Linked DNA regions of Mus musculus: all the other regions are linked to region 2. The links are chromatin contacts, called in public Hi-C and promoter capture Hi-C maps. All regions are on one chromosome and are shown on one strand. Each heading gives the region's core, a stretch centred on a gene start, on an enhancer-like site or on the middle of the called end of the contact. The rest is flanking DNA. Distances are from core to core; before and after follow the strand shown. Region 1 holds the start of Acot5 (acyl-CoA thioesterase 5). Region 2 overlaps Gm31386 (a long non-coding RNA gene). Region 3 overlaps Mideas (mitotic deacetylase associated SANT domain protein).

The links. Promoter capture Hi-C pulls out the DNA fragments that hold promoters and counts their contacts. A called contact is a pair of places that touch in the nucleus more often than the background predicts.
Region 1: a contact with region 2 is called in a promoter capture Hi-C map of hematopoietic stem and progenitor cells, with 2.9 times the contacts expected there. The contact joins the promoter of Acot5 here to the enhancer-like site in region 2. A contact is called at or near these places in 11 of 39 promoter capture datasets (the 3T3-L1 cell line, 3T3-L1-derived adipocytes, cranial neural crest and 6 more), 5 of 484 Hi-C or Micro-C datasets (all in embryonic stem cells), 11 of 115 datasets of contacts at active chromatin or transcription factors (embryonic stem cells, intestinal villus epithelium and stem cell-derived neural progenitor cells) and 4 of 9 other capture datasets (adipose tissue, embryonic stem cells, liver and 1 more).
Region 3: a Hi-C map of CD4 T cells shows a contact between it and region 2, with 1.7 times the contacts expected there. The contact joins two enhancer-like sites. A contact is called at or near these places in 1 of 484 Hi-C or Micro-C datasets (CD4 T cells), 2 of 115 datasets of contacts at active chromatin or transcription factors (effector CD8 T cells and trophoblast stem cells) and 1 of 9 other capture datasets (adipose tissue).

The regions. Positions count from the first base shown.
Region 1 is chr12:84,066,926-84,071,124 of GRCm38.p6, reverse strand. Acot5 (acyl-CoA thioesterase 5) reads right to left here and starts at 1,800. Exons shown (of 3, transcript NM_145444.3): 1 at 1,202-1,800. The coding sequence starts at 1,658.
Region 2 is chr12:83,927,193-83,930,912 of GRCm38.p6, reverse strand. It overlaps Gm31386 (a long non-coding RNA gene), which reads right to left. Exons shown (of 3, transcript XR_381772.3): 2 at 1,578-1,624. Among named protein-coding and RNA genes, the nearest start is that of Gm31386, 7.2 kb to the right of the region's middle. Within about 2 kb of position 1,297, at least 87 of the 459 cell types and tissues checked have an H3K27ac peak or open chromatin away from gene starts, as enhancers often do. A contact at or near this core is called in adipose tissue and hematopoietic stem and progenitor cells, where this site is marked.
Region 3 is chr12:84,168,505-84,172,555 of GRCm38.p6, reverse strand. It overlaps Mideas (mitotic deacetylase associated SANT domain protein), which reads left to right. Exons shown (of 13, transcript NM_001163501.1): 3 at 797-1,096. It overlaps Gm40475 (a long non-coding RNA gene), which reads right to left. Exons shown (of 2, transcript XR_872872.3): 2 at 3,447-4,051. Among named protein-coding and RNA genes, the nearest start is that of Gm40475, 7.5 kb to the right of the region's middle. Within about 2 kb of position 2,370, at least 10 of the 459 cell types and tissues checked have an H3K27ac peak or open chromatin away from gene starts, as enhancers often do.

The sequences.
Region 1 (4,199 bases), core at 551-3,050, 140 kb before region 2:
TTCTCCTCTCCCCAGTCACAAACTGGGCAGGTTAGAAGGCTAAGTACTTAACAACTCTTGTTGCCCTTCCAGGGACCCAAGCTCATTTCCCAGCACCCATGTTGGGCTCACAATTGCCTGTAACACTAGCTCCAAGGAATCCAGTATTCTTTTCTGGCTGCCTCGGGCATATACACTCAAATACACCCTAAATCAAAGTTCTTTTAAAGCACGTTTGGAAACATCAAGAAGGTGTGTTATTTGGGCAGACATACATAACCTCTGAATTGATGAAAGTTATAGGTCTATACGATCCCCAAAGATTTACATAATGGTTAAAAGGTTGTCAGGTGGGCAATAAGTGGCTATTTTAGAGGCTAAGGATAGTCCCAGATCATCTGGCTTTGGTTCTGCAACATTCCAGGTGACCACAATCAAGAAGTCCTCACCAATCTGAAAATCATGGATATCTCTTAGAAGGCCCTTTCCCACTGGTGGAATTTTCCGTGTTACCACATAAATATGTAGCTATCCTATTTTAAGGCCGTTTGCCAGAGAACCATCTACCTCCCTTCCATCTTCTGCAGCAACATTGGAGCCATGGAAACTTGCAGCACTAAGCGTTAACTGATGTTTAGGAAACAGAGCGTCCTTGTATCCTAGGATGATCTTCAAACTGCTTTTCATCAGCCTTTCAACAGTCAAAGGGTCACGAATGTCACTGGCCAAATTCCCTACAACAGCTCTTTGTGAGTCCCTCTCAAAACTGTGGACTTGGCCCTGGGAAAAAGTTACCTAGGAATCAGCTAAGAAACAAAACTCCCTGGCACTCTGCAGCCACACTTTCAGATTCTGGACTCTCTGAGTGGCAGTAAAGTCCTGCAAGTTAGAAAGTTCCCCGGTGCTTGGGCTGGCTCACGTTGCCTGAACAACACATGCCAAATGTGAACCTGTGCACAGCCACCCATGGGTCTTAGCACAGTTCAGGTTTCTAGTTCTCTGGGCTTGGGGGAGCGCTGATGCTCTACTTTCCTAAGCAAAGTCAGATGCTGCTCCTGCGGTGATCTCCCGTTCAGGACAAGACTCACCTAGCCACAAACCCAAGTCCTAAATGCTTTTCCAGGGAGCCCCTTGAAAAGTATGGGAGACAGGAAAGAAGGGGACCTTGCGCTGCACCCCTGAAGCATCCCAGGCTACAAGCACAGGAGGGAAGGCTGCTCACCTGGGGGCAGAAAGAGCGTGGCGCGCACCCGGCCCTCGCGCACGGGCACGCGCCGCACCCCGGGAGCCATGAAGTGACGCTCGTGCACCGCCCGCGCCAGCAGCCGCCCGCCGTCGGGCTCGTGTCCGTCCAGCACCTCCAGCTCCACCACGAAGGGCGTCTGCACGTCGCGCTTGATCAGGCGCCAGAAAGGCCGATCGGGCTCCATGGCCCAGAGCAGCCCCATGGGCTCGAGCCCCGAGAAGCTGCCGCCCAGCGCGGGCGTGCGCGCCAGGTCCAGCTCGCCGTGGGAGTCCGCGCGGTAGCGCGCGTGGGCTCGGAAGAGCGCGCCCTTCTCGTCGCGCAGGGCAGTGCGCAGTGTGACGGGCTGCTCCGGGGCCAAGCCGCGCACAGCGATGCTCAGCGGTTCGTCCCAGCAGCTGTGGCCCGTGGGCTCCAGGCTTACTGTTGGCACCATCCTGACAAAGTGAAAAATCAGGATACTGTCGGGTGAATAGTGTCTCTCGACTTCTGGAGGCTGTGACCATGAACCCTTATCCTACTTGTCTGCGTTGGCAATCGAGGTGCGAAACTCTCCAAAATTTAAGGGATGCAGTGACCTTTATGCCGAGGAGCTAAGCAATAGTAGTAATTACGTTTTCCTAGGTGATGTTGAAATACAGGGACAAGGACTGAGTTGCAAGGATCACTGTCCCCGACCAATAGTTTTACTCTGATCTTGTAACCCTGAGAAACTTGGCTTTGAGCATTTCTTTCTTGGGTTGTCACTTACTCATGCAATCTGGAAAGGAAGCGAGATCCGGAATGCATGAGGAGTCAGGTCACCCAGGTGAAATCATGACTCAAGCGGAGCTAGAGCTCAGGAAGGCAATAACCTGAGTCTCCAAGGGCAGTGACCTGATCTGGAAAAAAAAAAATTATAGGGACAATTTTATGGACCAATCAGTGGAAAAGGAAGGTTATTAGGATATGGGGGAAGTGAACCTATTTAGAAATTGTTCTTTGGAGCAATTCCCATCTGTGTTGTAATTAGTCAGCCCTTCGGTTTACAGATTTCAGCAGAGGCAGCTCAATCCACTCATAGATAGTTCCCAGATAGACCGAGCAGTCCAGTTCAGTAGTGTTGGGATAGCAAACAGGAGTCAGCAGCAGTGGCACAACCTAGCAGAGACAGCCAGGTCTCCTCCAAATCTACAGGAGTCAGCGGGAGGGATCAGGACCAGCATGGATGCCAGGAAAAGTTCTCTACTTGCCTCTCTTAATGAAGCGAAGATTAACAAAGAAGCCTTGCAGAGCTAGCTATGCAAGCTCGACCCTTGTCACTGCCCATTGGGTCCTTTTAATACTCCCTTCAAACATCACGTGTCCTCCAGGGGCCTTGCCTCAGCACGTGAGTCTGGCATCACTCTGCCAATCAGCCCTAGTCGAGGAAGCAGCAAGGAGCTGCCATAACCCCTCCAGAAGGTTTTTGGTGTGTTTCTCTCTCTGGAGTCATGGCAAATGGAGCTCAGCTACACGATATAAGACGAACCAACACATGCATGTCATTAGCAAAGAATCCTTCATCACGTGTCCTTTCATGTGCTTGCTTAAGCAGAAAGTCCTTTCTCCTGTGTCAGTGAAATATCCCTTCATGTGTTTGCCCTAGCAAAACACCATCTGACACAACTGACTTTCCAAAGAACCCATAAATTTCCACTTCAGGTAATACCTGATGTGTCTCACAGAGACTTTACAGTACACCAGCAGGTGATTCATGGGGTCCTTGAGTGACTGACCTGAGTCACCTTTAGTTAACTGGCAGATAGGTCTCCTGGTTGCTGCCTTGTAGAGAGAGACTCTTGTACTGTATGGAGAAATGGCCCATCAATAAACATGCTGTTGGCCTATTAGCTTAGGCAGGAAATAGGGAGATGGAAGTTCTAGGGTAGAGAGAGGATTCTGAGGGAGAGACAGGCGTGGGAAGAGGGATTTGCCCCAGGAATGCTGATGAAAGCTGTGCAGAGGTAACCAGCCCTGTGGCAGGACTTAGCTTAGAATAAATGTAAGAATAAATAAATGTAATAAATAAATATTAAGTTATGAGCCGGTCCGGGAACAGGCAAAGCTTTGACCTAAGCATTTGAAAATGTACTTAAGTCTCAGAGTGGTCGTTCCTGGAGCACATGTGAGGGAAAAAAAAGCACATAGAAAACTTGTAACAAATTCTCCCAATAATGTCTGGTGGAAATAAGCTCCCAATACCCTCTTCCCTTAAAATGGTGTTTAACAGGTTAATAAGGGCCTGTGGCTTCTGCAAAAATGGAGGGGTTTGTGTCTTCCAATTATACAACTCACTGGTAGAGAGAAAGAGGCATAAACATGAATGGGGAAGAAATTGAACCCCCCCACTCCACCCCTGTCCGGTGGGACTGCGGAATCTCTCTCTCTCTCTCTGTCTGTCTCTCTGTGTCTGTCTGTCTCTCTGTGTCTGTCTGTCTGTCTGTCTCTCTCTCTCTCTCTCTCTCTCTCTCTCTCTCTCTCTCTCACACACACACACACACACACACACACACACACAGCCAGCTGCCTGGAGCAGGTAGGAGAACACATACCTCCAGAAACTCGGTCCTTCTCCCTGTGGTGGTGCTGAAAGAACTGGCAGAAGTTTGGGGTTTCCCTAAGCAACCTCACTGGCCCAAAAGGACTTGGGTCCCCAACAAGAGGGTCTCACACCAGAGAAAGTCGTTTGTTACTACAGGGAAACTGGGGGTTACAGTCTTGGCTTAAGAACAAACAAACTGCCTGTGTAGTGGTAACAACAGCAGAGCCATCTGCACAGGGTTTTTAAAGGCAAAAGCCACATCAGGGCATCTCTCTTCTCAGCTGCAGGGTGGCTTCACAAGAGCAAGCAGTTTAACAGAAGCTAAAAACTAATTTGCTAAACCTGAAACGGCCTCTGCAGGAAGAATACAGGATGGAGGGACCTGAGCACTGTCTTGCTCGGTCACAGGGAGAC
Region 2 (3,720 bases), core at 48-2,547:
ACTTTCTTGTGTTTTGCAAGTTGTATCTTGGAAGTTCTATGTTTCTGGGCTAATATCCACTTATCAGTGAGTGCATATCTAATGACTTCTTTTGTGATTGGGTTACCTCACTAAAGATGATATCCTCCAGATACATCTATTTGTCCAAGAATTTCATAAATTCATTGTTTTTAATAGCTGAGTAGTACTCCATTGTGTAAATGTACCACATTTTCTGTATCCATTCTTCTGTTGAGGGATATCTGGGTTCTTTCCAGCTTCTGACTATTATAAATAAGGCTGCTATGAACATAGTAGAGCATGTGTTCTTATTACCAGTTGGAACTTCTTCTGGGTATATGTCCAGGAGAGGTATTGCTGGATCTTCCGGTAGTATTATGTCCAATTTTCTGAGGAACCTCCAGACTGACTTCCAGAATGGTTGTACAAGCTTGCAATCCCACCAGCAATGGAGGAGTGTTCCTCTTTCTCCACATCCTCGCCAGCATCTGCTGTCACCTGAATTTTTGATCTTAGCCATTCTGACTGGTGTGAGTTGGAATCTTAAGGTTGTTTTGATTTGCATTTCCCTGATGATTAAGGATGTTGAACATTTTTTTCAGGTGCTTCTCAGCCATTCAGTATTCCTCAGGTGAGAATTCTTTGTTTAGCTCTGAACCCCATTTTTAATGGGGTTATTTGAATTTCTGGAGTCCAGCTTCTTGAGCTCTTTGTATATATTGAATATTAGTCCCTTATCAGACTTAGGATTGGTAAAAATCCTTTCCCAATCTGTTGGTGGCCTTTTTGTCTTATTGACAGTGTCTTTTGCCTTACAGAAGCTTTGCAATTTTATGAGGTCCCATTTGTCAATTCTTGATCTTACAGCACAAGCCATTGCTGTTCTGTTTAGGATTTTTTCTCCTGTGCCCATATCTTCGAGGCTTTTCCCCACTTTCTCCTCTATTAATTTCAGTGTCTCTGTTTTTATGTGGGACAAAATACTTCTAAGAAATGCTAAAGAATAATAAAGGATGGTGAGATACCCACCGTCAACCTCTGGGCTCCATACACATGTGCACATGCACACATGTGCACATGCACACACACCTCATGCTCATATAACCTTACACAGAGAAGAAAGAAAAGCAAGCCTCTGCTGTTATTTCTAAAATCTGAACCAATTCTCTAAGCTATTGGCATGGTCTGTGTCTGGGGATGGGAAATAGATTTGTGCGTCTCCATTTGAGTGACAACATCCTTTTTATCTCTTGCTGATAAAAGACAATGATGTTCTTTCACAGGAAACTAACAGGAAAAGAAAGAAAGCCTACCACTGAGTACACTTCCTGAGGGTGAAAGCAAGCCGTGGCTGCTCTCACTGAGGGTAGGAAAAAGCTGAAAAAATAAACTCAGCATCCCCATGTGGAGTCAGTCTTCTTCCCCTTCTAAAATTGGCCAGTCTGAAGGGACAGACAGAGGTCTTCTCAAAATATTAAGAGGTATTGAAACTCACTAATCTCTTCTGTCTCAAACAGAGGAAACTTAGAAAGGAAGATAAGAGTCTTTGGAAAGAGGAACTTGACATTGGTACATACCTTCCCTTTAAGCTTCAGGTCCATTCCCAGCAACTTCTGCTTTGACTCTGTGTACAAATGTAGTAATGTTTAGGAATGTGTCAAGGGGAGAAGCAGCCAGGGTTAGAGGTGTTCAGAAAAACCTGTGTGCTTTAAAAAAACAAAGATTCCCCCCACAAACAAACAAAAACAAGGTCTCAACAAAAAGCAGACTGGCCTTGAACTTGATATGCAGATAAAGATGAACTTGAACTTCTGATCCTCTCCCTTCAGCCTCCAGAATGCTGAGATTGCAGGAGAGCACCGCCACACCTAGTTTACACAGAGCTTTGTGCATGCTAGGTGGGCCAGCTATTGACCCAGCTCTATTCCTAGCCCCACAGGTGCCTTGATTTTGAGGCAAAGGTATAAAATAGCATTATCTGGGAGTATTTATTGAGCTTTAAGGTACAACACTTAGCAGATGTTGCTAGAGATGACTCTGGATGTGGAGCCAGCTCCAATATAAAGTGCTTACTTGTGTGGATAGTATAACACAGTAGAATTAACACGGGAAATGTAGATGATAGAGGAGGAAAGGTGGGAGGGGGATGAGGGGGAGGGGGATGAAGAGGGAAGGGGGAGGGAAGGGGAAAGGGGAGAAGGTTTGAATAGCTATCCTGGCAGGAAGAAAGGAGTTAGGATGAATTGCAAAGACTTGGACTTTTGTCTGTCTACAGCAGAAGTTCTCAGCCTTGGGTCACAGCCCCTACAGGGTTTCTAGATCAGATATCCTGCATACCAGATATTTATGATTCCTAACAGTAGCAAAATTATAGTAATGAAGTAGCAACAAAATAATCTTATGGTTGGGGTCACCACAATGTAAGGAATTATATTAAAGGGCATGAGGAAGGTTAAGAACCACTGATCTAGGTGTTTTGTTTTTTTTCTTCTTCTTAATTTATGCTTGTGTTGTGCAAGCACATGCCATCATCATGTATGTGAAAGTCAGAGAACAAGGTTCAGGAGCCAGATCTGTCCTTCCAACCTTAAGTAAGATCTGAAGTCGGACCCAGGCTAGTATGGTGACATTCTCACAGGCTGAGCCATCACTGGTACTGCTGGGTTTATTTTTGAGGCAGTTTTTGCTAAGTAGACCAGGCTGAGGCTGGAACAGAAGTCTTAGTTTAAAAACCATTTATACTTCAGGAATTTTATCCTCCTCCCAAAGACTTCTTGTATAATAGTCATGGGTGAGCCTTGAGAAATGACTCAAAGCCAAAATAATGGAGTTTCCTTGATTATAGTTCCTCCTTTCTCTGGCTAGAGGCCAAGCCCCAATATCTTCCTCCCTCAAAAGGAAGCCAGCCTCAACCCAGCCCTGATGGATCGCTCTGACTGCCTAGTGATCACGCTGCAAACTGGACTCTCTTCTTACAATCTTCTAAATGTAAAGTCACTATGAGCTATCCGGTCTCATCTCTTGGCTCAGGTGTGGAAGTACCCTTATCGTGTCTGCTGAGACATGAACCTTCCTCTTTCTGATCCTCAGCTGATGACTGACTCTACATAATACACAATGACCAGCTTCTTTTGGGAGGGCAAAGATCACACCTCTAAGACATTGCGTATTCTTCCGGTCACACTCCTCCTTCAACAGAACCTGGATGGAGCCAGACGCACATGTTTCTTTGAATTAAAGGAGCTCTCATGATTAGCCTGTCTTGCAGGTTTTGATCATACTCTCCTCAATAGAAGGAATATAGGAAATTAGACTAGGCTATACTTTTGTTGGACATATTTTATGACGCCTAAACCTAGCATTTCGCTCTGGCAAGTGTAGGCCACTCACTGAAAAAGGGAACACAACATATGGAAGTTGGATCATCTTGTAGAAGTCACCACTTGACAGTATTCCCTTCCAACAGATTGAAGAGACAACTAGGTATCACACATTAATAATGTTAATAATAACTAATGGCTATTAAGTAGTTAAGATGTGTCAAGATTAGATGATATATCTTATTTATTCTCATAAAAGGTTTCCTTCTAGTAGCCAGGAGAGAAAACCAATCATTATATACACTCAGTAATAAGATTAATAGTAATAATAGTTATATATTTGTTATATTATACATTACATTATATATGCTGGCCCTAAATTGCATACGTTCTCTGATTT
Region 3 (4,051 bases), core at 1,121-3,620, 240 kb before region 2:
AGGACTCGGAGAAGGGGGTGCTGAGAGCCAGCATTCTAAGAGGCAAGAGTGTACTGGTAGTTGCACATGATGCTTGTCAAAATGCATTAGCTATAATCTAGATGAGGAAGTCATGTTGCAATAAAGTTCTTTTTTTTTTTTTTTTTTTTAAGTCAGAAGGGAAGGAAGACCAATCAGACTTTGAGCACTTGTGTTAACCCTGGGTTTTAAATTTTATTTTATACTTGCTCAAAAGTAACTGATCATACGCAATAGCAAAGGTATGAATGTCACCTGCCCCAGGTTTCTGTAAGGAGCTGAGCCACTTAGGATAAACACCTCCCATTTGATCAGCATTAACTCTCTGCATCCTTAGAATCTGCAACCACTGTCACCTTTAGGCCCTGGCTGACACACAGGAGGCTACATAATTTTGAGTCTTTGCTCCAGCCAGATACCTGTGAGAAAATAGCTGCAAACCGCTCCCCACCCCCACTCCTTCATCTTGCCACAGCGAGATGCTTGGTTACATGCCGCACCCCATAGGCTAGATGCAACATCTGCAAGCCACCTGTGGACTGATGACCACCTGGAATCTGCTGCTTCAGGCCAGGGTGGCACAGCCAGGCAGAAGGGAGGGGGTGGAGAAGATTTGAAAGGTATAGGAAGAGGGATGGCCTAGGAAGTGCCAGGCTGTCAAAGACCAACCAGTAAGTGGTTGAGTTGCTGGCCTGAATGGGATTCCTAGGTCAGCAAACAGGGGCTCAACTCCTGAACCTCACTGCCACCCCCTCTCCCCAATCTCCCTCTTACCCAGGATGCCAATGGCTCTGAGGAGAAGCGGAAAAGCGTGTTGGCCACAACTTCCAGGTGTGGCGTGGAGTTTTCCGAGCCTGCCTTAGCCGCCAAGAGAGCTCGGGAGGAGAGTGGGATGGTACCCCTCATCATTCCTGTGTCTGTTCCCGTGAGGACTGTGGGTCCAACTGAGGTGGCCCAAGTCGGAGGTGCTGACGAGGATGGGACTGGTCTTGAGCAGTACCCCACCGAGCACAAGCCGTCAGTCATCGTGACCCGCAGGCGGTCCACCCGAGTTCCCGGGACAGATGCTGCAGCTCAGGTATGAGAGGATGCTATTTTCCTTCGTTCATGTTTTGTTTTGTTTTGTTTTCCTGAGACAAGGTCTCTGTGTAGTTCTGGCTGTCCTGGAACTTACTGTGTAGACCAAGCTGGCCTTGAACTCACAGAGATCCGCCTCTACCTTCTGAGTGCTGGGATTAAGAATATGTGTCACTATGTCCAGCCCGGTAAAAATTTTAAAAATAGTTTTATATTCTGTGACTCTTTCCCACACACATGTGGTGGGTGCCCTTGGAATTGCGGTTATGGAGAGTATAAGCCACCATGTGGGTGCTGAGAATGGGGTCCCCGTCCTCTGAAAGAGCAGCCAGTGCTCTTAACCACTGAGCCATCTTCCCACATATCAGGGAGATACTGTTTTTTTATTTTCCAAATCAAACTTGTACAGAAATACACAGAGGGTCTGAGGTAGTTTTATACTTGAGGTGGTGGTCATCAGGAGAGTCTAGCTTGTGGATCTGTTGTGGTTGCCAGTCAGGAGGTGATAATGGCTCCTGGGGAAGGTCCTGAGCTAGCTTCTGGGGTGCAGAAGTGTTTGCCTGTGTGTTCAGTTCTGAGCCAAGCGGTGGTGTTTCCTGTACTCTGTCCCTGCTTTTTGATGCTTTAGGGGTGTGCACGTTTGGCCCAGCGTGAGACTTGCTGAGAGAAGTTTCTTTTCATCAGTAGTATCTGTTCTGTGAGCAGCACGTGTCTTTCTGTCCTTCCGCTACATCTTCTCTGTATCCTTTCGGAACGATTTCAAGTAGTAAATAATCTCGCTTTGCTATTTCCTGCTCCGGTAACCTTGTCTGTCCCACGTACAGTTCTTTTTTTTAACTAATTAAACTAGTTAAATGCATGTTCTACAATGTTTTTTATATATACATGTATGGATATATGTAGTAGAACTGCTAAACCAAGGTAGTTAGCATAGTCATTATCTCTTATCCTTATTTGTGTGTGTGTGTGTGTGTGTGTGTGTGTGTGTGTGAACATTTAAGATCTGGTCACTTAGCAGTATTCTAAGAGAAATAAATTAATGGAGCAATGAAAGCCGTGGTGTTGCCCAATAGGCTACTGAATTCGTATCTCCAGTTTTTACTGAACTTGGGTTTCGCAGTCCTCATTCCATCTCCAGCCCTTGGGAGCAGCCCCTCACTGGGCTGTCTGCCTGGGAGTCCTGCCTTTGTAGCCTCCCAGATGGAAGCACGAAAGCACAGCTTCATGTAGTTCCTGATACACCTAGGTCGAGCTCTGTCACCTGCTGTTAGGTTCTGCTGATGTCATCCTGTCTTGTTTGTACTGCCGAGTATGTGTGTGTGTGTGTGTGTGTGTATGTCTGTGTGTCTTGTGCTTTCAGTTGACTGGGGTTGTCACTCCCGGCAACAATGTATTAGTTAGTTATATACAATGTATTAGTTAGTTATATACAACGTATTAGTTAGTTATATACAATGCATTAGTTATAGACTTATTTCTCTGTTGGTGGTTACTTTACCTGGATTTCTGCAGTTTTCTCAGTTCCCTGAGGGATATCACATGGCTAACACCCTTTAGATGTCTAGAAGAGAAGCTCCTGTGGTATACACAGTGACTGCTTATGGCATAGAGTTTAATTCCCTGCTTGAGGAGACCCCTAGAGACTTAAACAGTATGTAGCTTTGACTTACTGAAATATAATGTAAGGACTTTCACCACTTCCTGGACAGAACAGAGTTCCTAGAAGGTTTTAACTCCATTTCCTGCCAATCCCTAGCTTGAAGAATTATTGGCAGGTATTTTAATTTTCGTATATTTGTCCTCAACAGAACACGGGTGTACTTGGATCTACCCATTTACTCGTGCCATTTCTTGCTGATTTCCTGTTTCATATGTCCAGCTCTTGGATATCTATCTTGGATAGGTTATGTGTTACTTGAAGAACTTGCTTTTCTTTGGTGTGAGTCTGCTAATGATGAGTTTTACTGATTTTTGATTTCTGGAAAGTGCCTCCTTTGGTCTCCTTTATAAAGGATAACTTTGCTGAGTGCCGTGGGTCTTAGGCCTGTAGTCGTTGTCTGTCAGTACTTAAAGGTCCCACCACTTTGTGTTCAGGCTTTCCTATTTATTTTGTGTTTCAAAACAAAGTTTCTTGGAACTTTGCAATCCTGCTGTCCTGGAACTCCATAGACTGGGCTGGCCTCAAACTCTCAGAGATCCTCCTGCCTCTGCCTCCTTTATGCCGGGATCATGGGTGTGCACTAGCACACTGGCATTTCCTAATTTTCAGGTCACATCGTACTTCCTTGTGTATCAGTCAGGTTGTCTTTAAATTAAATTTCAAGTATATTAGTTCATATTATGTTGCTGTATTAAAATAATAAGCTGGTGTTTTTTTTTTTTTTTTTTTTTAAAGACGTTTATCCAGATTATGGTCTTAGATGTTAAAAGTCCAAGATTAAATGGTTTTGTACTTTCAGCCTCTAGTAAGGGCCCTCTTGGCTCCTGCATAATATAGCAGATGGCATGACAGAGACAGACAGATAGAAAGCACAGGCCTGTCCTTTTTTTTTAAAAAAAAAAGATTTATTTATTAATTTCATGTATGTGAGTACACTGTTACTCTATTCAGACACATCAGATGGTTGTGAGCCACTGTGTGGTTGCTGGGAATTAGAATCAGGACCTCTGGAAGAGTAATCAGTGCTCCTAACCGCTGAGCCATCTCTCCAGCCCAGGTCTGTCCTTTTTAACAGCTTGCTTGCTTGAGAGCTAACTCAGTTCTTCAGCAGCAGCAGTGTCTTCCAAAGGCCATGCTCCCCACTTGGCTACGGCCCCAGTGGCTTAAAGTTCTGCCATTCAACACCCTACTCTGAGGACCAGGCCTCTGCTCTGTAGACCCTGGGAGGACAAACCACATCAAATCATAGCATCATACTGTGTATGCAAGATGTCTGACTGTGAGCTGGGCCTGGTG